Linked DNA regions of Mus musculus: regions 2, 3 and 4 are each linked to region 1. Evidence: chromatin contacts called from public ChIA-PET, Hi-C and HiChIP or PLAC-seq data. All regions are on one chromosome and are shown on one strand. Each heading gives the region's core, a stretch centred on a gene start, on an enhancer-like site or on the middle of the called end of the contact. The rest is flanking DNA. Distances are from core to core; before and after follow the strand shown.

Region 1 (4,694 bases), core at 1,567-4,066:
CTGCCTCCCAAGTGCTGGGATTAAAGGTGTGTGCCACCACTGCCCGGCTTCTTTTTTCTTTTCAGTAGTAGTAGTGACAAGAATCAACATAATAAAGTTGGTGGAACATTAATGTAAAATCGGTTATAGAGACTAGATTTTGGGGGCTAGAGAGATGGATGGCTTCGCAGTTAAGAGCACGTACTGCTCTTGCAGAGGACAAGAGTTCGGTTCCTAGCTCCCGCCTCTGGTGGTTCATAACCACCTGTAACTACAGTTCCGCAGGATCCAATGTCCTCTTCTTGACCCCACAGATATGTGCTTATGTGCATAAACTCACACACAGACACAATTGAAAACATGAATTTTTAAAAGTTATCCTTCTGGAGCTGGAGAGATGGCTTTTGCTCTTGCAGAAGACCTGGGTTCAGTTCCCAGCACCCACCCAGGGGCTCACAACCCCAGGATAGCCAATGCCTTCCTCAGACTTCTGAGGACCCCAGGCATGTCTGTGGCTCACAGAACAAGCAGACAAGACACTCATACACATAAACTTCTAAAAACCTAAAAATTACATTTCTGTATTCTGTTTTCAAGACCTAAAGTCACCGCATTTTTATTGATAATCTATAACTGTCCCTATCACTGGTGACATTCCTGCTCGGTGTGTTAGTATGAGAAAGACGAAATGTAAACACCGCCTGCCAAGGCTGTGGAGAGTAGCTGACTCCATTCCGTTTGCTGCATGTAACTCAGACACCCGAGCAGAGCCGGTTCTCTTCAGGGCACTGCTACTGCAGCTCAATGGCGAGAGGGTTTTTCTGTTTCTCTGTTTTCATATTGAGGATTGAACCTGGCATCTCCAGCATGCCGGTCAAGGGCTTTACCATTGAACTACATCACTCTAGGCCAGGCTGAGCTTTGTGTAGGTTTTTGGAGCTGGGTGGCAGGTCTGGAGCTCTAAGTTATAGTATCTTCATGCCTGCCCACCCCCCCTTTGGACCCACACTTCCTGTAACATCATGCAGCATTGCTTCTCGTGGGTTAGTGAGCACTCCAAGGTTTTAAAACCTTAAAATATAGCATGATTGAATAGTTAAAAAAAAAAAAATCAAATCTGTGTTCCCCCAAAACACTAAAAGCTCCTCTCTTGGAAACTGGCTGCCAATGAAGCAAATTGGAAAGCTGCAGTGAAGAGTAACAGGATACTGATTTCATCTTTTTCATAATCCTCCCACATCCAATGTATAACTGAACGCTAACGTGAAATCCCCATCAAAATGAACAACTGTGCATGCTGCATAAACACCCAGACTCTGAGACTTAATATATTCCTCAAATTCTGCCCTTTTACTTACTTCTGAGTTTGTGTACATGCATCAGGTGTGTGCATAAGCCCTCAGAGGTCAGAGGAGGGGTGGGATCACCTGGAACTGAAGTTACATACGGGTGCTAGGACTCAGAGCCCAGTTCTGTGCAAGAGCAGTAGGTGCTCTTAACAGTGGACATCCCCCGCCCCCGGCACACTATTTTGTTAACATATATTTATTGAATGTTTATATGTGTGTTTGACTGTGGCCTCAGCAACACTCAGGTATTAGTCAAAGGACAACTTGCAAAAGCTGATTCTCTCCTCCTGCCATGTTGATCCCCGGGATCCGGGAACTCCAACTGTCAGGCTTTGCAGTAAGTGTGTCTGTCTGTACCAGCTGAGCCATCTCATAGGACTACATATTGATATATTGGACTAGAGGTAATGGCATTGTGTTAAGATAGGTTTTATTTTGTTTTGTTGGGCAGGACCGTATTATGTAGTCCAGACTAGTCTCCCACTTGCTAATATTATAAACGTGTGCCACACCCAGTTCTTAAAATAACATTTTAAAGTAATCACTAATCATAGCTACAGATGGTCAATTACTTCTCTGGCCAACTAGTAGATGAGAGACTTCTACGAAAAGTTCAAGTAAATGTATTGTCCTAGATAGCCTTCAATATTGGGACGCGAATATATATATATTTGGTTTTAAACCCTACAATAAAACATCACTCTACATAATCCTAGTTTGAATCTGAAACATGGACGTGAGCCGCTAGAATCTTAATCCCCAGAGGAGATGATGAGATTTCGCACGGAAGCTGGAACCCCACAACCTGGAAACAGACAGCTATTGAAGGGTTCAAGAGGAAGCGGACAAGTTTCCAGATGCCAGGGAAGCAGAGAAGCACGAGGATTCCTGCATCCTGGGGGAGGGGAGGAGAGAGGGGAGTGGGGCTTCCACCTGCTGCCAGGAGGGTTTTACTAGCCACACCTTCCCTGCCCTCCGGGAGGGGGGGGCCAGGTTGGGCCTGACATCTTTCAAAAAGTCGAACTGCGGGTGGAGAAATTGCTGGTGGAGGAGAAAGGACCTGGGGGCGAGGGTTGTTTTGCAGGACGTTACCCCGAAGCTGCTGGGGGAGATCCTGGGCATCAGGCGGTTGGTCCTTAGCAACGTCTAGGGGGTTCCTGGAGGATCTGGGCAGCTGCTGCTCTAGCTGAGGCTGCTTTAACTTTCAGGGATCCTGGGGATCCATCACCCAGAGCTGCTGCAAACCTGTTCCGAGCGGCCGCGACCCGGCCCCGCCCTGCGAAGGGGAGACTCACCTGTGCGCTCGAGGGGAGAGGCCCGAGGGGGGATGCCCACGAGCGCGGCCTGGGGCGGACAGACCCTCACCACCCGGAGCCACCACGCCCTCAACGCGGGCCGCAGCGGCCGCCTCAGCCGGCGACACGGGCGGTGACCTAGGGCTGAGCGAGGTTGCCAGCGTCGCGCGCGCTCCCGGGCCCGCGCGCCTCGCGCCCTCCCTGGGTTCCTCGCGCCCAGGGGGCGCGCTGCGCCGGCGCACAGACAGGAGGGCGGGGCTGACAGCTGGGTGGGCGGGAGTCGCCGAGTGGTGGGCGGGGCTCTGGGGGCGGGGGTGGGTTCTGCGCGCGCGCATTCGCCTGCTCCTCTTGGCTGGCTGGCACTGGCTTTGAGGGACTTGGGCCGGCACTCTTTTTTTTTTTTTTTCCCACCCCCCCTGGGCCGGCACTCTTAAGGCAGAGGCTTTCCTTGACCTCCAGAACGGGACTTTTGATGTCCCCTTGGTATCCGCCGCCCCCAAGAAACATTTTCTCTCTCTTTTTGCTGACCTCACGTGACAGTGACAGGAACAGCTAGCCGGGATACTAGGAACCTTCTCGGGGCGGGTTCCTGTGAGCTTAACCCGGGGTAGCCTTCTAGGAACCTGGCAGCCGGATGTGCCCGACCTCGCCCCGCAGCTCCCGTCGCCCAGTAGAGGCGATGGCGACGTGGCTGTGCTATGGGTGTCACCAGGTGTGTGACTGCGCGCGCCCCATCCCTCCCTCCATTGCACCCAGCACAGATGTACAATATTAATGATATTTGCGTTTGCCTTTCCACACAGTCTTGCTTATCTCCCTTGGAGATAATGGAACATTAATTATGTCTAGGTCAGGGTTTAGGCTAGTAGTAGCGCCGAGGCTGGCTGGCATTTTAATTTTAATTGCTGTTGCTGAGACCAGCCTGTCAGGGAGCTGTGCCCTCTTCCAGCTCACAAACTGGATGAACGGTACAGAGCTGGAGAACTCTCAGCTCCCGCTAGAAGGATTCTGCTCTGCTATCCAGGCCGTATGGCTCAGTTCTGAGGGTCCTTGCTCCCAACCCCGGACGCACGTGATGGAAGGAGAGAACTCCTGCAAGTGTTCTCTGACTTCCACACGGCTGCCCTTCTGAATAATAAACAAATAATAAATAGAAAATCAGCTTTTGTCATTTACGCAAGACCCTTCATAGGACAAATGAAACAAGGGGGTCAAAACTAAGGACACAGTGTTGTCACTCGGTGAGAGTCATGGGCACAAAATGCAGGGCATAGCATCCTCGTCAGAGTGACTCCCATAGTGTCCCCCACAGGATCACAGTGTTGTATCCCTTTTGCTTTAGGAAGTTTCTGCAGCTTTCCACCCTGAGGCTCCTGATTAAACTTGACTTAACACGTCAAGTTCTTCACTTTTTCATCAAAGAATTATGGAGAGTGACTTCTATACTCACATCAAGAAGCATAGAAATGTTTCCCCTTGGGCTGGTGAGATGGCTAGATGGTTAAGAGCACTGACTGCTCTTCCAAAGATCCTGAGTTCAAATCTCAGCAACCACACGGTGGCTCACAACCATCTGTAATGAGATCTGACTCCCTCTTCTGGAGTGTCTGAAGACAGCTACAGTGTACTTACATATAATAATAAATAAATAAATCTTAAAAAAAAAGAAAGAAAGATTCTCTGAACTCAGTTTCTGAGGTGACTCAGTTGGCTAAATACTGGGTTCAGTGAGAAATTGCGTCTCAAAATATGCAATAAAGAGTAAATGTGGCCAGCTTCTTACCCCCACAGTCATATGTGCACAAGCACACAAGTATGCATGTGTATGTGTGTACATGCAGATTTGTGCACACATACACAGACGTGTATATGTAGCACACACATGATGGAGTTCTAAGTCAGTGTGTGTGGGAACTGCTGCATTCTCTACCCCTGCTCAGGAATGAATGAGCTCCGGGAGCCTTAGGAAGGGCTTGGAGCCATTCTAAGTTAAAAGCCTGGCTCCAGCTTGCATTGGTTATTATTTCCCAATGGTTATGAAGGCCCTGTGCTGGGGGTTGAGCTCATAAGA
Region 2 (4,694 bases), core at 891-3,390, 510 kb before region 1:
AAAGGCATGCGCCACCACTGCCCAGGTTAGAAATTCTTTATTTGCTGCTTATTGACTCCACTGGGTGTTTGGGATGCCAGAGTAGCCCTGAGCCTTTCTCAGGGTGATCTTTTACACACAAAAAATTTTATATATCCCGGGTTGATATAGTTTAGTTAATAAGAACACTTAGCCAGAAGCAGAAGTCCAGAAACCAAAAAGCAAGGTTGGTACATTTATAGACTCTCCAAGTACTATGGACTTGGATAGGACTTTTTGGTTTTGTTTTGGCACATAAGATCCCTGTCCAGGTGCTGGGTTTTATGGGCTGAACGGCACTTCCTTTATGGAGTCAGTTGGGCTGAGATCTGGGGTCTTGTTACCTTCTGCCTATACCCAGGTCTGTACGGTGTGGATGTGTGTTGGTGAGTGGTGCTCATCCTGGTACTGGAGGTCCAGATGGGTGTGAGCCGTCCGTCCTGTGGGTCCTGGGAGTCAGTGCTCTTTACTGCTGATTGTTTCTCCAGCTCCTGCAGTTTGAGAACTTTTACCATTGGTGGATGGGATGGGATGGGGGCTTCTGGAGGTTAGAGAACAACTTTTGGAAGTCAGTTCTCTCCTTCCACTCCACTGCAGGTTGTCAGTAGTGCTCCACAAGCATTTTTTTCTTCTTTTTTTAAAGATTTATTTATTTATTATATGTAAGTACATTGTAGCTGTCCTCAGACACTCCAGAAGAGGGCATCAGATTTCATTATGGATGGTTGTGAGCCACCATGTGGTCGCTGGGACTTGAACTTGGGACCTTTGGAAGAACAGTCGGCGCTCTCAACCACTGAGCTATCTCACCAGTCCCACAAGCATTCTTTATTGCTGAGCCATCCTGGTGGCCACAGTAAGGTTTTTATTTCTTCACTTTCGCTGTATATTGGGGAAGGAGGAGGAAGGAGGCACGAACAAAGAGTCCTTATTTCTGTCATCTCCCTCTAAAATCCAGAGCTTCTGTAAAACCCTGCCTAATTTCTAAGAACACCATCTCCCAATATTGAAATAGCTATTTCGTTCAGTGCTGTTCACTTACCCACAGTTTTCAAGGTCAGATATGCCTCATGACATTGAGTGTTTGGAATTTGCCCTGGAAATAAGATTAAATGTCCTGTCCTAATCACACTTGTCTTAGAACAGACCTATCGGGCTCAGGAAATGGCTTACTATTAAGAGCACTTGCTGCATTGCCTAGCACAAAGTCTGGGTTCCCAACACCCCCATACTTGGTGGCCCACAATGGCTCTGTCTTCGGTGGCATCCTGTACACACAAATTACTCTCTCTCTCTCTCTCTCACACACACACACACACACACACACACACACACACACACAATCAAGGATCACTGTTGCTCCTCAAAGGTCAACTGTGGTCGTTGGAATTCCTGTCTCGACCTCAAATTACCTTAATTAGCTCAAACAAGGCCGTTAAAGCAGCCTTTCTAAATTAAAACTATATCTTCGGGGTCCAGGGATACCCCTCCCAATCTCCACCATAGGAGGAGCCAAGAAGGGAAGCTGGGCAGCGGCTGGGGGAGGGAGGGGACGACACATGACCCGGGGACGACCGAGGCACGGGAACCGACTTGTCCTCTGTGTCCTTGATCCAGCTTTTGAGCCGGCTAAATTCTTTGCTACCCTCTCCTTTTCCCGAATTTCAAAATCGAAAGCAGGAAAGGAAGCCAAACTAAACCAAACCAAACCAAACAAAGAAAAACAAAGTTGGGCGTGGTGGCGCAGACCCCCTAGCTGAGAAGCAGAGACATGGGGATTGCCGCGAGTTCGAGGCGTGACAGGGGTACACAGCTAGCTCCTGTCTCAAAAAAAAACTCAAGATCCAAAAGCAGCCAAGGACCCCACAAACAAACAAACAAAAAACCCTGAAGTAAACAAATCCTCAAAATACCCGGATGTAGAAGGCGGGCGGGAGTGGGGGATGGGGAGGAGGCGCGGCCGTTGGTGGAGTGACAACTGACGCGCATGCGTGTCTCCAAGGCGCAGCCAACATCGCTTGGCGATTGGACGAGAGTGGGACCCGCCCTTTCGCACGGATGTCTGTGCGCATGCTCGGCGCCAGCTTCCAGTATTTTCGATGCTGACGTCGCCACTAAGCTCAGTCCCAGTCTGGACTTTGGCAGTGGAGGTTCCTGTGCTCTCCGGTCGCTGGAATCGGGAACCTCGCCCGCTTCGGTTCCTGGTCGCAGAGAAAGGTGCCCGCTTGGCCTCTCTCGCCCTCGCGAGCTCTTCATCCGTTTAAGGTGAGTGGGGCCGCTTGGTCAGGGACCGGTTCGCCCTGGGGTGTCGCGCACGCGCACTGGGCACTGCGCGCCCCACCTGGATGATAGACTCTTGACTTTCTCTGTAGTTCCTAGACGCCGTTGCGTTTGCGGACCGATCTCCGTTTTCAGAAGGGAGCCATGTCCTCGGCCGCCATGTCTAAATACGTGAACGACATGTGGCCCGGCTCTCCGCAGGAGAAAGCCTCGCCGTCCACCTCGGGCTCGGGCCGCTCCAGCCGCCTGTCGTCGCGCTCCCGCAGCCGCTCTTCGTCCCGCAGCTCCCGACGCGACTCCCGCAGCTCTAGCCGCTCGTCCTCGCGCAGCCACAGCCGGCCGCGGAGGAGCAGACGGTCCCGATCCCGGTCCCGCAGGCGCCACCAGCGCAAGTACAGGCGCTACTCACGCTCGTACTCACGCAGCCGGTCGCGCTCCCGCAGCCACCGCTATCACCGCGACAGCCGTTACGAGCGGCCGCGGAGGTACTACAAGTCGCCGTCGCCCTACCGCTCCCGGAGCAGGTCGCGCTCCCGCGGGAGGTCGCAGCACCGGTGGTCGTACTACGCGATCACTAGAGGGCGGCGCTACTACGGCTTCGGCCGGACGGTGTACCCCGAGGATCGCCCCAGGTGGAGGGAAAGATCCAGAACCAGGTCGCGCAGCAGGAGTAGAACCCCATTTCGCCTGAGTGAGAAAGGTGCGTTTTATCAGGTTGAGGTTTGTGCCCTTGGTGGGGGTGGTGTTGGGGATTGAGTTCTGGACGCTTATCACCGAGCCACCTCCCCAGCTCCTCCCCGCGTTTAACTTCCTCAGCGCGCTGTGAGTCAGCCAGGGAGTCATGTGGTTGAGCAGTTTAGCTGGGATTTCGTAAGATTAGGCCCAGGACATCTTAACATCTAGGCCTGCGTTTGTTTTGGTGCTGGAAGTCTTTTGAGATTTCTTGAAGTGAGAGAGAGTTTTTTGTTTAGTTAGTAGTTAGGTAGAATATAGTTTCTCACGTATTTCCTTTCACCTTGTGAGTAAAGTCCATGCCGGATGTGACCGGTGCAGTAACCTGAACTAAAGTCCATTTATGGCTGTGGTGGTCAAGAGAGAGGAGGCTCACTCTTTCCTACTAGCTGGGTGAAGTCAAAACACATTTTTTTTTTTCATGATTTACTCAAAAATGGGTTTTGACTGGCCTTTCTGTTAAGTAACATGGCAATTTGATGTTACAAAGTAGGTAAGTTTGAGCTTGTGTGCAGACTCTGTATCAAGATTAGTAGTCTAGATAACTGTGCTATAAAGTTTATCAAACACTTCAGTTTACAGAAATAAACATTTAAAGAAAAGGCAAAATAGGGCTGTTTGTCAGAACAAAACTAACTTGTTGAGGTAATTAAGGAAAGTTGGGTTTTTTTCCTCACTATAAAGGGATTTTTTTTAGAATTGCTTTACATATAAAGAGAAAAACATTGTTTTAGGAGAGGTACTTAGTAGAGGATAACGAATGTCTTAATGCCCTTAGATCGAATGGAGCTACTAGAAATAGCAAAAGCCAACGCAGCAAAAGCTCTGGGAACAGCCAACTTCGACTTGCCAGCAAGTCTCCGAGCCAAGGAGGCAAGCCAGGGGACAGCTGTTTCCAGCAGTGGGCCAAAGGTGGAGGTAAGTGCCTTCAGGAAGCTGCTGCCAGCATTTATTACCCTTTGCCAGTGAACACAACCCTCCTGGGGTTCTTTATATCATTTGTCCAGAACAAAACCTTAATCTGACAAGTATCAGCCTGTCTCACAGGAAACTGGGAGACGATGGACTACTTTCGTGTCGACACTTGGACACTTGGTTTGCTCTTTACACTACAGTAAAAACAGTACATTGTTGGTAATACTTTCTCTCCCTCTAGTCTCTAGAGACTGGAGTGTTGTCAGTAGTTTTCATGTACACCATTATGTTCCCAAGTCTGTGCTCAGCATACAGTATAGTTTATCTGCTTTATTTCTGTCTTATAGAAATCATGAATGTGGTCTCCAGACAGTGATGAAGAAAATCTGTTGGTAATTGATGATGGGTTCAAGTGTCAGAGTTTATGTTTACAGACTAAAGCTTAGCCATTGTTGAAGGGAGTTGGTGTGCATGCTAGAGTTTTGGGCTAGGGACTGTTTGTGTAAGGCAGTGACAGCTCAGCAGCCTAGAGGCACTGTCATGGTGGGCATCTGTGATCTAGACGTCCTTCACATGATATATGCAATATATTCCAGATGTTTTGAGAGATTACAGAAGAAGAGGCCTGCTTCCCTTGCAGATAAGTTTATTACGATTCTCCAGAACTACAGAGGGTGTGCATTGGCACACTGCAGTATATAAGTTAAACCTGGATCTTAAGGTTAATAATTTGGGCTGGGATGTAACTC
Region 3 (4,694 bases), core at 612-3,111, 490 kb after region 1:
GTGGTGTCCAGTGCAAAGAAAAATCAGCCTCCCTAATAAAGCAAGGAGGTCCACTCGGCTCTACAGCCTCTCCTAAGCTTCTGCAAGGTGACAGTTTGTTTTCTCTGTGAAGGTCAACGGCGTCTCATTTTATTCTTCCCAAGACAAGTTCTGTGCATCAAAAGCTGCTGCAAATTCTAATCGCTGTTTGGGAGGATCAGGGGAAGAAGTCGATTCGCCCACGCTTAGTGATTTAGACTGTATTTCAACATCAACTTGGGGGAGGAAGAGACAGAAAAGACACGGTGTTTCCTTATTACTCCTCAAAGGAGGAAGTGCTTGGTTCTGTCAACATAAGCCGATCTCTCCAAGGTGCCTGACAGAGGAGGAGGGAATACAGTTTCCACAGCTGTGAATTCCTGCACCAGCTTTGGTCCACACTTATGTGGTCTTGATCAACCCCCGCCCTTTACCTTGCTTTGGTTTCCTTCTCGGTAAATTGGGAATGGTGGGGAAAACAATGCTCTCCAGGGCCATTAAAACCTCTCATTGCTCTAACATGCTGTGGTTATCTCTGCAACCATGGAGACCTTTGTGCCATATGGACCATGTGACTTCTGGCTCCCATACTTCCTGAAGTTATGGGCACACACCATATACCATTGGGCGTGTGCTGACTGTAGAGGAATTGGGTGACTGGCCATATGAGTTTTAGAGATTTTCCCAGGGCAAGAGGGTTCTCTTGGCTCTCAATTTTTCTGGTCCCTCATGCCTCAGTGGTCCCCTGTGTGTGGGTCAGGCATGCTTGTTTAGCGGTGCCAGACTGAAGCTCCGGCCTTCCGGTGTACCAAGCAAGTGTTGTACTCCTGAGTCAGGTTTTCTTCAGTTAGATGCTAACTAAGCTCTCTGAGAGACCCTCAAAGTTTTTGAGGTGTAGCTCAGTCAGTAGAGTGCTGCATCTGCAAGAGCAAATCTCTGGGTTCAAAGGTCAGTACTACCTAAAACCAGGAATGGCAGTGCCATCCCCTACCTGTAATCCCAGCACTCCTGAGGTACAAGCAGGAAGATCAGGAATGCAAAGTTACTGTAGCTGTAAGTTCGAAGCCAGCCTGAGCTAGTTGAGACCCCCTTACCTCAAAATAAATTTAAGTTACAATTCTAAATTAAATTAAAATGTCTAGGGCTGGAGAGATGGCTTAGTGGTTAAGAGCACAGACTGCTTTTCCAGAGGTCCTGAGTTCAATTCCCAGCAACCACATGGTGGCTCACAACCATCTGTAATGGAATCTGATGCCCTCTTCTGGTATGTTTGAAGAGAGCGATGGTGTACTCATATACATAAAATAAGTAAATAAATCTTTTTTTAAAAAAATGTTTAAGTTCCTCGGAGTTCTTGTTAAGTTCAACGGACAAAAGATAGACTAAAATAACCACGTCTGCCCTTAATCTTTCAGCAGCCATTTCTCTCCCTCCGCATAAAGCTCCTTCTAACCTTGTTATTTCTCAATCTCTTCGGCAACTCTCCAATCTGCTAAACTCCACCTGCTGGCTGGAGGTATAGCACAGAGAACCCGCGGCTCCTAAATAGTCACTAAATAAAACGACCTGGCTTCAGCCTTCCCCTGAAGATTGGTGCAACAACGTGGACTTCTCCCAGTTTTCCCCACACCTTGGGTCTTTCTCACTTGCGGGGAATCCGGCAATTAAATCCTTAGGCGAGTCTACGGAATTTAAATTCAATAGAGCAGAACCAGCAACGCCGCCTTAAGTCTTTCTCCCTTCCAATGCCAGAGGGCGCTCCAGAGCCGCAAGCCTGACCCCACCCCCTCTCCTTCCAAGCCAATCGTTACTCTGAGAGGCGGGGCTACTCGCCGGCGCTTGCGTGTTAAGAGGGGGGCGGTGCGGGCCCGGAAGCAAGGATGTAGGAGCTGAACTTGAGTGGTGGGCTGTGGACTCTGGGATGCTGCTGCTGCTGCTGCTGCTGCTAGTGGCTGCGGCCCAGGCAGTGGCCCTGGCTCCGCGCCGCTTCACTCCGGACTGGCAGAGCTTGGACTCGCGGCCACTGCCGAGCTGGTTCGATGAGGCCAAGTTCGGGGTGTTCGTGCACTGGGGGGTGTTCTCGGTGCCCGCCTGGGGCAGTGAATGGTTCTGGTGGCACTGGCAGGGCGATCGGATGCCGGCCTACCAGCGCTTCATGACAGAAAACTACCCGCCCGGCTTCAGCTACGCCGACTTCGCACCGCAGTTCACAGCGCGCTTCTTCCACCCGGATCAGTGGGCCGAACTCTTTCAGGCTGCCGGGGCCAAGTGAGTGCGGGACGGGCGCGAGGCGGGAGCAGGCAGGCCATAGCCGGCGCTGCCTGACCTCGGAAGGTCCAGGACCCTACGTTCTGCATCTCGGAGGAAGGACGCTAAAGACGAGAATCCAGCTGAGGATCAGTTAAAAAAATAAATAAATAAAATAAAATAAAATAAAATTAAGGCGGGAAAGCACTGGGTGGTACACCTGTGCGGAGAGAGACTAGAATCAGGCTACATCGGTGTCTCGTTTGAAAGGTCCAGAACACAGCCCAGATTCCCGTCGGTGGCCCTGAGTTGTAGATCTGACCAGTCCCCTTAGGCTACGGGTAGCGTCCGTCCGTGGAAGCTTATAAAAAAGCGCCGCCTGACTTCCTTGTAGCCCTGTGCCTCTAAAGGAAGAAGGAAGGATGGAAGTTTGGGGTTGCTCTTTGTTGGGGTCTCCCTCACTTCTCACTTGCTTATAGTAGAACTCAGAGGAGGAAGGGGGTTGTTTGGGCAAAGCCCTGCAGAGGAAGTGCGTTTTGAGAGCCCTCTAAGCCAGAGAAAATATTGGCTGACTTTGGACGCGGGATTTGGCCACTGTGAGGGCAGCCTCCCGCTCCTGGCTTAGTGTAGTCCTCCGCTCTCTTCATTGATTTTCTGCCAAACTCCGACTTTTTATTCCCTCGGGACGTTAGGTTTTCTCCCCCGAAGGGAAAGGCTGTGTATAGCTGGCACTTAGTATTTTCGCCAAGTAAAAGGCCTGAGGGAACAGAAATCTGTCATCTTGCCATCTTGAGAGCCGTAATTTACAAAGTTGAACTCCAGCCTTTTTCCAGACTTCCTGTTTAATGGACGAGGTAACTAGCCCAGAGAGAGGAAGGAGAGGAAGGAGCCTGGTGTCCTAGACTGCAGGTCTATGATCTGGAAGTGAAAGCTCCAGAAAGCTCATGGGACAGGTGTGCCCAGGCTCTGCAAGCCATACCCAGAGGGCGTGGTTATTTGCTTGTTGAGTGGGAAGGGATTTTATATTTCAGAAGGACTTTTTGAAAGGGGAAAGAGATGTATTGCAGGAAGGACTGATGAAGTTCAGGGGCCCCTACACCAGCTAGTGGTAAAATCTCATGTAACATGCTATCTTTTCCTATAAAAGTAAGTGATATATTGAATGGACTGATTATCTCAACACATTTTTTTTTTCAGTCCTAGATATTTGAGCCTTTGTCACCTTAAATGACAGGCAGTTTCACAATCTTGGTTAAGAAAACAAGCAGATGGGGGCTGGAGAAATGGCTCAGCGGTTAAGAGCACTGACTGTTCTTCCAAAGGTCCTGAGTTCAATTCCCAGCAACCACATGGTGGCTCACAACAACCATCTGTAATGGGATTTGATGCCCTCTTTCTGGTGTGTCTGAAGACAGCTATGATGTACTCATACATATAAGTAATATAAATAAACAAATATTAAAAAAAAAAGAAAACGAGCAGGTGCTTGTGTCTGCTTTTTGCTCTTGCCAATAGATTGGGGCACAGGGTTGACACAGGTTCATCACTTATTTCCAGAAGGGTTGAACCTGAGAGCTAAGTAGCACAGCATTTCTTCTGCCAGCCTCCCCTCTGCCTCTGAACCTCCAGTGCCTCCATCCATTCTTGAGTCATACCTGCACAGGGATAATTATCACTATAGAAACATCATCACGGTTGTCATGGTGACTCATCCCAAGGGCCTATCCTTTTCATCAAGACCTGCCCGACTTGTTAAAATTCTCAGACATGCCTGGCAAGGCCATGGTTGTGGACATCGCCCAACTCCTTTGTTCTCGTTTGGTTTTGATGCCTGCAGGTACGTCGTCCTGACCACAAAGCATCATGAAGGCTTCACAAACTGGCCAAGCCCTGTGTCTTGGAACTGGAACTCGAAGGACGTGGGGCCCCACCGTGATTTGGTCGGTGAGTTGGGAGCAGCTGTGCGGAAGAGGTGGGTGTCTGTGGACAGCCAGCGACTCCACCAACCTCCCTATCTAGCCCTCCAGAGAGCCAGTCTGGGTCCCCTTGTTTGTCTGCTAGGGTCATTTAGCCAGAGAGCAGATGGACTCCCAGACTTTGAATTTGAGACTTGGTGGTTTTCACAGGACCAAAGGTGATCCAAAGAAAGTTCACAGTGGGTGGAGGACACCTGTCATAGACCATGGTGGTCAACTTTGCAACCTGCAAAGGACTTCCATGAGAGAACTTGCAATACAGAGCCTTCTCTAATATGTGACAGAAGCCAGGGACTGGGTCCCACCTTTCTCCTCCATAGCCACCAGCATCCAACACCAAGCTGTTCAGACCTGAGGGCAAGCTCTGATGACGGCCGATCAAAAACCAAAGAGGGCAACACACAGCTGATTCTCCTCAGCACCCCTCAGTCTTGTCACTTAACGGGAAGTAAC
Region 4 (4,694 bases), core at 1,079-3,578, 350 kb before region 1:
TTAGACTTCGGTGGCCTCACGGGGGGTTGGGATCATATTGATCTGTGTCCATCAATGAGACTGTGGTCTTATGAATTGTGTTGGGACTTCGAAGGCTCTAAGATAGTAAATGCCAGACTGGGTGTGTTTTGCATTCTGCGATGGCTGTGACCCTCTGGGGCCGTGGCTGGAATGTTGCCGTGTGAATGTGAACCGTCTCTCACAGGATCATGTGTTGGTCTGCAGCTGGTGGCTATGTTTTAGGAGGTGGTGAGGCAGGCTAGAAGATAAGATCTTCTGGATCCACGAGCTCCTGCATCTTGGAGTGAACTGCCCCAGCCACCACGTCTTCCCCTGACATGATAGATGGAAACCCACAGATGCCATGAGCCAGAGCAAACCGCTGTCACCTTGGATGGCTTGCCAGGGGTTTCAGTAGAGCGACAAGAAGAGCAATGAGAACGCTCTCAGGGTTGGCACCAAAGAAGCAGCCACTCAGGGCTGGAATCCTGCCGTGCACCAACTCTACGGCTATGGCCCACCCTCAACCTCTGCTGCCTCAGTCTCAATCTCAGGCCCAAGACTCACTAGGTCACCACTTCCCTGGAACCTCTCCATGACTCCCCTGCCACTCTGGGGTGAGCACTGTCCTGCTCTGGCCCTGGTGACCCCTTGACCCTCAAGAATGGAGCTCAGTATGCCTTTCTCAGGGCCACACTAGCCCTATCCATTGCCAATGGCTAAGCACAGCAGAGCCCAGAGTCCCCTCCCCCATGTTCCCATGATGCTCTGGGGCTATAATGTTGGCAACACCTCTGAGTCCATAGAACGGTGGTTACCTGCTGTCCAGAGAAGCAGGTCCTCTGAAAAGCTCCTCTGGGTCTTTGCTGTCACCTTAAAATCCTTACCAGTCAGCAGACTGATTCCCTTGACGGTGACCACAGGGATGTCTGTATTGTGACAGAGAAGTTTCTAGAAAATGTCCCTGAGACCACCCTCTGGTTACTTTTCTGGTGGGACCTGCTCAGCCTACAATCTTGGGTGCTAGCTATTGTGTTTGCCCAGGTGCTTGGGACACTTGGGGGCGGGAGGGAGGCAGGGCTGGTTTCTATTCTGAAAACATTTCGGTTGGGTCAGGGACCCGGGCAGAAATGTGTGAACTTCTATGGTAGTGATAGCAGTGGGCATGCAGAGAAGAGCAGGCACCTGCCAGGGGAAGTGAATTCTTGAGGTCTCAAACTTGGGGACATACAAATGAGGTGGGGAGGATCCAGAGTGGAAGAAACTTACATGGAGGCTCCGAGTGCATGGCTAGCCTGACTGCCTGTCCTGGGTTCAAGTCCTGCTATGATGTTCCTCACTATAAGAAAATATACACTGCCTCAGTGTCCTCAAATATAAAACGGAAGATGTCTAAGACTGTTCCGTGGACCTGTCCAGTGGAACTCTTCACAGGCAGGAAGTTTGGGGGGAGGTTTGTTTGTTTGTTTGTTTGTTTGTTTTTGTGGTGCTGTGGATGGAACCCAAGGCCTTATGTACCACTGGGCTTCACCCACAGCCCCTCAGTGGGATTAGTCCCATGACATGTTCTACACAAAGTAAACACTCATTAAATCTCATCCGCCTCTCTAATCCCCAAAGCTTTTATTGAGCACCAGCTGTATGCCAGGTGCTCCCAGATGATCCGCATACATATCCACACATCTGAACCCAAAGTCAGGAATGTGGAGATTGCCTGAAGTCCTGGAGAGGTTGAGGGGGGCTTCCTGGAGATGAAGTGTGAGGCTGTGTTTCACCCCCACTCCCCGAACAGACAGTGGTTCCAGCTTGGGCAGAACAGCCAAGCCCTTGAGCACCGGGAGCCCAGGGCTCCCGTGGGACAAAGGAGCCACTCTGGGCACTCCCCAAGCCTTTCAGGAGTCCCTGTAGGGGAAGGCCCCAGCAGGCTTGGTTCTCAAGCAGTAGAGCCTCCGGCAGGCATCAAACAACAAAAAGGCTTTTCTCACTGCCAGTGAGTCACCCGCCTCGAGAGCGAGCGAGTGAGCGAGCGAGCGGGCCCTTGCACTAGCTAGAGAAGACAAAACCACACATCTGAAGAAGTTTCCCACGGGCCACCGCTGGCTTTAAATAGCTGCACCAAGCCTTGGAGGAGGTGGTGGGTGGAGTGGGGAGCCAGGGCGCTTTGCCAGTCCACCAGGGTCTCACTTTAGACCCTGTCCTGACCATCAAGCCCAATAACTTGTGTAGACTGGAACGCAACCTCCTGGGGACCGTGCAGATGTGTAGAAACCTGGAGGCAGCAGCTGGACACATAGACAGCTGGACAGACCTCCAGCCAGCAGCAGGAGTGGGGTGACTCCGGAAAGGGGGAAGTTGACCTCTCTGTGCACCATAAGCAGCCTTCAGGCCTTGCTGGGCCTTCTGGTTGTCACCTGACACACACACACACACACACACACACACACACACACACACACACACACACACACACCAGGCTCAGCTCCCCCCTCACCCAGCCCATTCGTGACTGCTCCCTGGGCGGCGTTTCCGGAGGCAGGCTCGAAGCTGGGCGGCTGACGCACTTGCTGCCCCCCAGCAGGGCTGGGTGTGAATAGAGCCCCCCATCTCCCTTTCCCGTAAATGAGCTCACCCCAGCTGCGCATGGTTCTAAGAAACAGGAGATGCGCACCCGTCCCTCATCCACAGCGCTGGGCGAAGCTTTTCTCCTGCTCCTCCCACAGCCCAGGCTTCAGGCTGGGGCCACCGCAGGCTGGCAAAAGCCCTTCCCTGTGGGTGTGAATAAATGTCTTGAGTGTCGGGGCAGCTAGGGTCATCAGGTCTCAGAGGACAGACAGGCCCTCAGATATGTGGGAGAACAGTCATGTGCCCTCCCAGTCAGGAAGATTACAAAGCCCCTAAGGGCTGTCAGCAGCTCACCAGTGCAGGCCTTGGTGACCATCTGAGTCAGGATTCACAGCAGGCCATGACTTGCCCAGTCACACAGCATGCCAGTGGGGATCTAGGTAGACTACTGTGTGATTCTATGTCCTGACCAGTGCATAGGTGTCAAGCATTCACTCAACAAACAAACTGAATCCCTTGTGGGAGACAGACTCTAGATTAAGAAGATATTATCATACCTGAGAGATTAAAACATAATATAAATATATAATGTATAACATGTAATTTATAATATGGTATTTAATATGTAATATGTCATGTGTGCTATATGATATATCACGTATAATCATGTATCATGTATAATAATGTGTAACATGTAATATAATAAAGTAAAATATATAATATATGATATAATGTATAATATATATTCTCAGCAGGAGCCAGGCTGAGCCCAGATTTTTGTGCTACCTATTTGGGCCTCTAGGTTTGGAAGAACAGTCCAGAGTAAGGAGGCCCAGCCTCCTCCACCTTATACAGTTCCTCAAGTTACCGGACAGCTCCCGAGGCTCCAGTGGGCTGTGAGAGGTTGAGGTGGGTGACTGTTGGTGGCTGTCAGTCAGCAGCTCAGGGACACCAGCTCTCCTGCTGCCCTCCCCCCCCACACACACACACAGGGCCCCATACAGGAGGCCTTCAGAGGTGGCACATGGTCGAGGGACAGTGTGGATGAAGCCTGCGCATTTCTGCTGTCCCACAGGACAGATGAGTAGTGGCCATCTGCTAAGCCACCACGGAGCACTTGTGACACTGTGCTCAGGACACTGCTGGCACTGTGTGGCATCCCTGTGGTCCAGGCTAGCAGATCCCCGTCTCCTCAGGCTACAGGCCAAAAGTAGGAACCTGGTTATCATGGGGCAAAGGGAGGCATTCAAATGCAACAGTCTCCCATGTTTGCTCCCTCTCACCTCTGTCTATTTGTCTGCCTCTCTGTTTTTGTGTCTGTCTATCTCTCTCACTCTCTCTGGCACTCACTCTCTCTGTCTCTCTGTCTCTGTCTCTCTCTTTCTCTCTCAATGACCCCAGCTATTTTGGGGCGTGGAAGCACTTGGTGACGTTTCTCTATGTCACTTGGGGAACAACACGGAGCTCATGGGTTGGGTTGCTTGTGTGCCCAGTGCAGCATCCAGCTGAACCCAGGCTCTGTCAACTTGTGACAGATTGCCTAGTAGCTCAGGGTGCCAAAACCAGGGGTACACCCTCTGCCTCTGCCTGGTGTCGGGGGTGGGGGCACTGTCTTTAGAGATGTCATGCTATCTTCTACACAAGAGGCAGTAGGTGCAGAGAGTGGCTAACTGCATGAGTCAGGGAGCAGGTACAGGGGGTGGTTAGACAGTATCAGTCAGCCAGCTAATGGGAACAACCCAGCTTCTGCCAGTCTCTAGGGGAGGCACCTCCCTAGCCTGCTTTGGGGCCAAGTGGACAGTGGCTACTGCCCAGGAACAGAGAGCCTGTTCCCGCACCTGCAACTGACCTGCTGGGCCTTCAAAAACACATTCCTCATCTGCACAGAGACTCCCTGACATAAGAAAGTCACTGTGAGGACTCTCATGTGAGGAGCCACCATGATTTCAACAAGCACACAGTGACCTTCCCTCTGGGCTGGGAGCTAACAACAAGGGCTCCGCTTGCTTGTGTGTTTAGATCAGCCAATGGGCTCAGGGTAAGCTGTCATCCTGAGCTCGGCTTGTGAGGCCTCTACCATCTGTGGTCAGCATACATGTCTGCATGTACACACATGTGCAGGCATGCATGTG

What was found. A called contact is a pair of places that touch in the nucleus more often than the background predicts. ChIA-PET counts read pairs in DNA pulled down with a chosen protein or histone mark. HiChIP or PLAC-seq counts read pairs in DNA pulled down with a chosen protein or histone mark.
Region 2: an RNA polymerase II ChIA-PET map of memory CD8 T cells shows a contact between it and region 1, with 161 read pairs. The contact joins the promoter of Rsrp1 here to the promoter of Rcan3 in region 1. A contact is called at or near these places in 13 of 39 promoter capture datasets (the 3T3-L1 cell line, 3T3-L1-derived adipocytes, the C10 cell line and 8 more), 2 of 484 Hi-C or Micro-C datasets (CD4 T cells and regulatory T cells), 16 of 115 datasets of contacts at active chromatin or transcription factors (DN3 thymocytes, the SCID.adh cell line, T-cell acute lymphoblastic leukemia and 12 more) and 1 of 9 other capture datasets (liver).
Region 3: a contact with region 1 is called in an H3K4me3 HiChIP or PLAC-seq map of bone marrow-derived macrophages, with 3 times the contacts expected there. The contact joins the promoter of Fuca1 here to the promoter of Rcan3 in region 1. A contact is called at or near these places in 7 of 39 promoter capture datasets (the 3T3-L1 cell line, 3T3-L1-derived adipocytes, the C10 cell line and 3 more) and 2 of 115 datasets of contacts at active chromatin or transcription factors (bone marrow-derived macrophages and effector CD8 T cells).
Region 4: a contact with region 1 is called in a Hi-C map of Th1 cells, with 5 times the contacts expected there. The contact joins the enhancer-like site here to the promoter of Rcan3 in region 1. A contact is called at or near these places in 2 of 484 Hi-C or Micro-C datasets (CD8 T cells and Th1 cells) and 2 of 115 datasets of contacts at active chromatin or transcription factors (effector CD8 T cells and pancreatic cancer cells).

The regions. Positions count from the first base shown.
Region 1 is chr4:135,430,989-135,435,682 of GRCm38.p6, forward strand. Rcan3 (regulator of calcineurin 3) reads right to left here and starts at 2,817. Exons shown (of 5, transcript NM_022980.4): 1 at 2,624-2,817.
Region 2 is chr4:134,921,485-134,926,178 of GRCm38.p6, forward strand. Rsrp1 (arginine/serine rich protein 1) reads left to right here and starts at 2,141. Exons shown (of 5, transcript NM_023665.3): 1 at 2,141-2,283; 2 at 2,391-2,998; 3 at 3,809-3,948. The coding sequence starts at 2,443.
Region 3 is chr4:135,918,865-135,923,558 of GRCm38.p6, forward strand. Fuca1 (fucosidase, alpha-L- 1, tissue) reads left to right here and starts at 1,862. Exons shown (of 8, transcript NM_024243.4): 1 at 1,862-2,286; 2 at 4,103-4,237. The coding sequence starts at 1,940. It overlaps Cnr2 (cannabinoid receptor 2 (macrophage)), which reads left to right. Exons shown (of 2, transcript NM_009924.4): 2 at 1-1,355.
Region 4 is chr4:135,078,018-135,082,711 of GRCm38.p6, forward strand. No RefSeq gene overlaps it. Among named protein-coding and RNA genes, the nearest start is that of Gm42327, 29 kb to the left of the region's middle. Within about 2 kb of position 2,329, at least 108 of the 459 cell types and tissues checked have an H3K27ac peak or open chromatin away from gene starts, as enhancers often do. A contact at or near this core is called in CD8 T cells, Th1 cells and effector CD8 T cells, where this site is marked.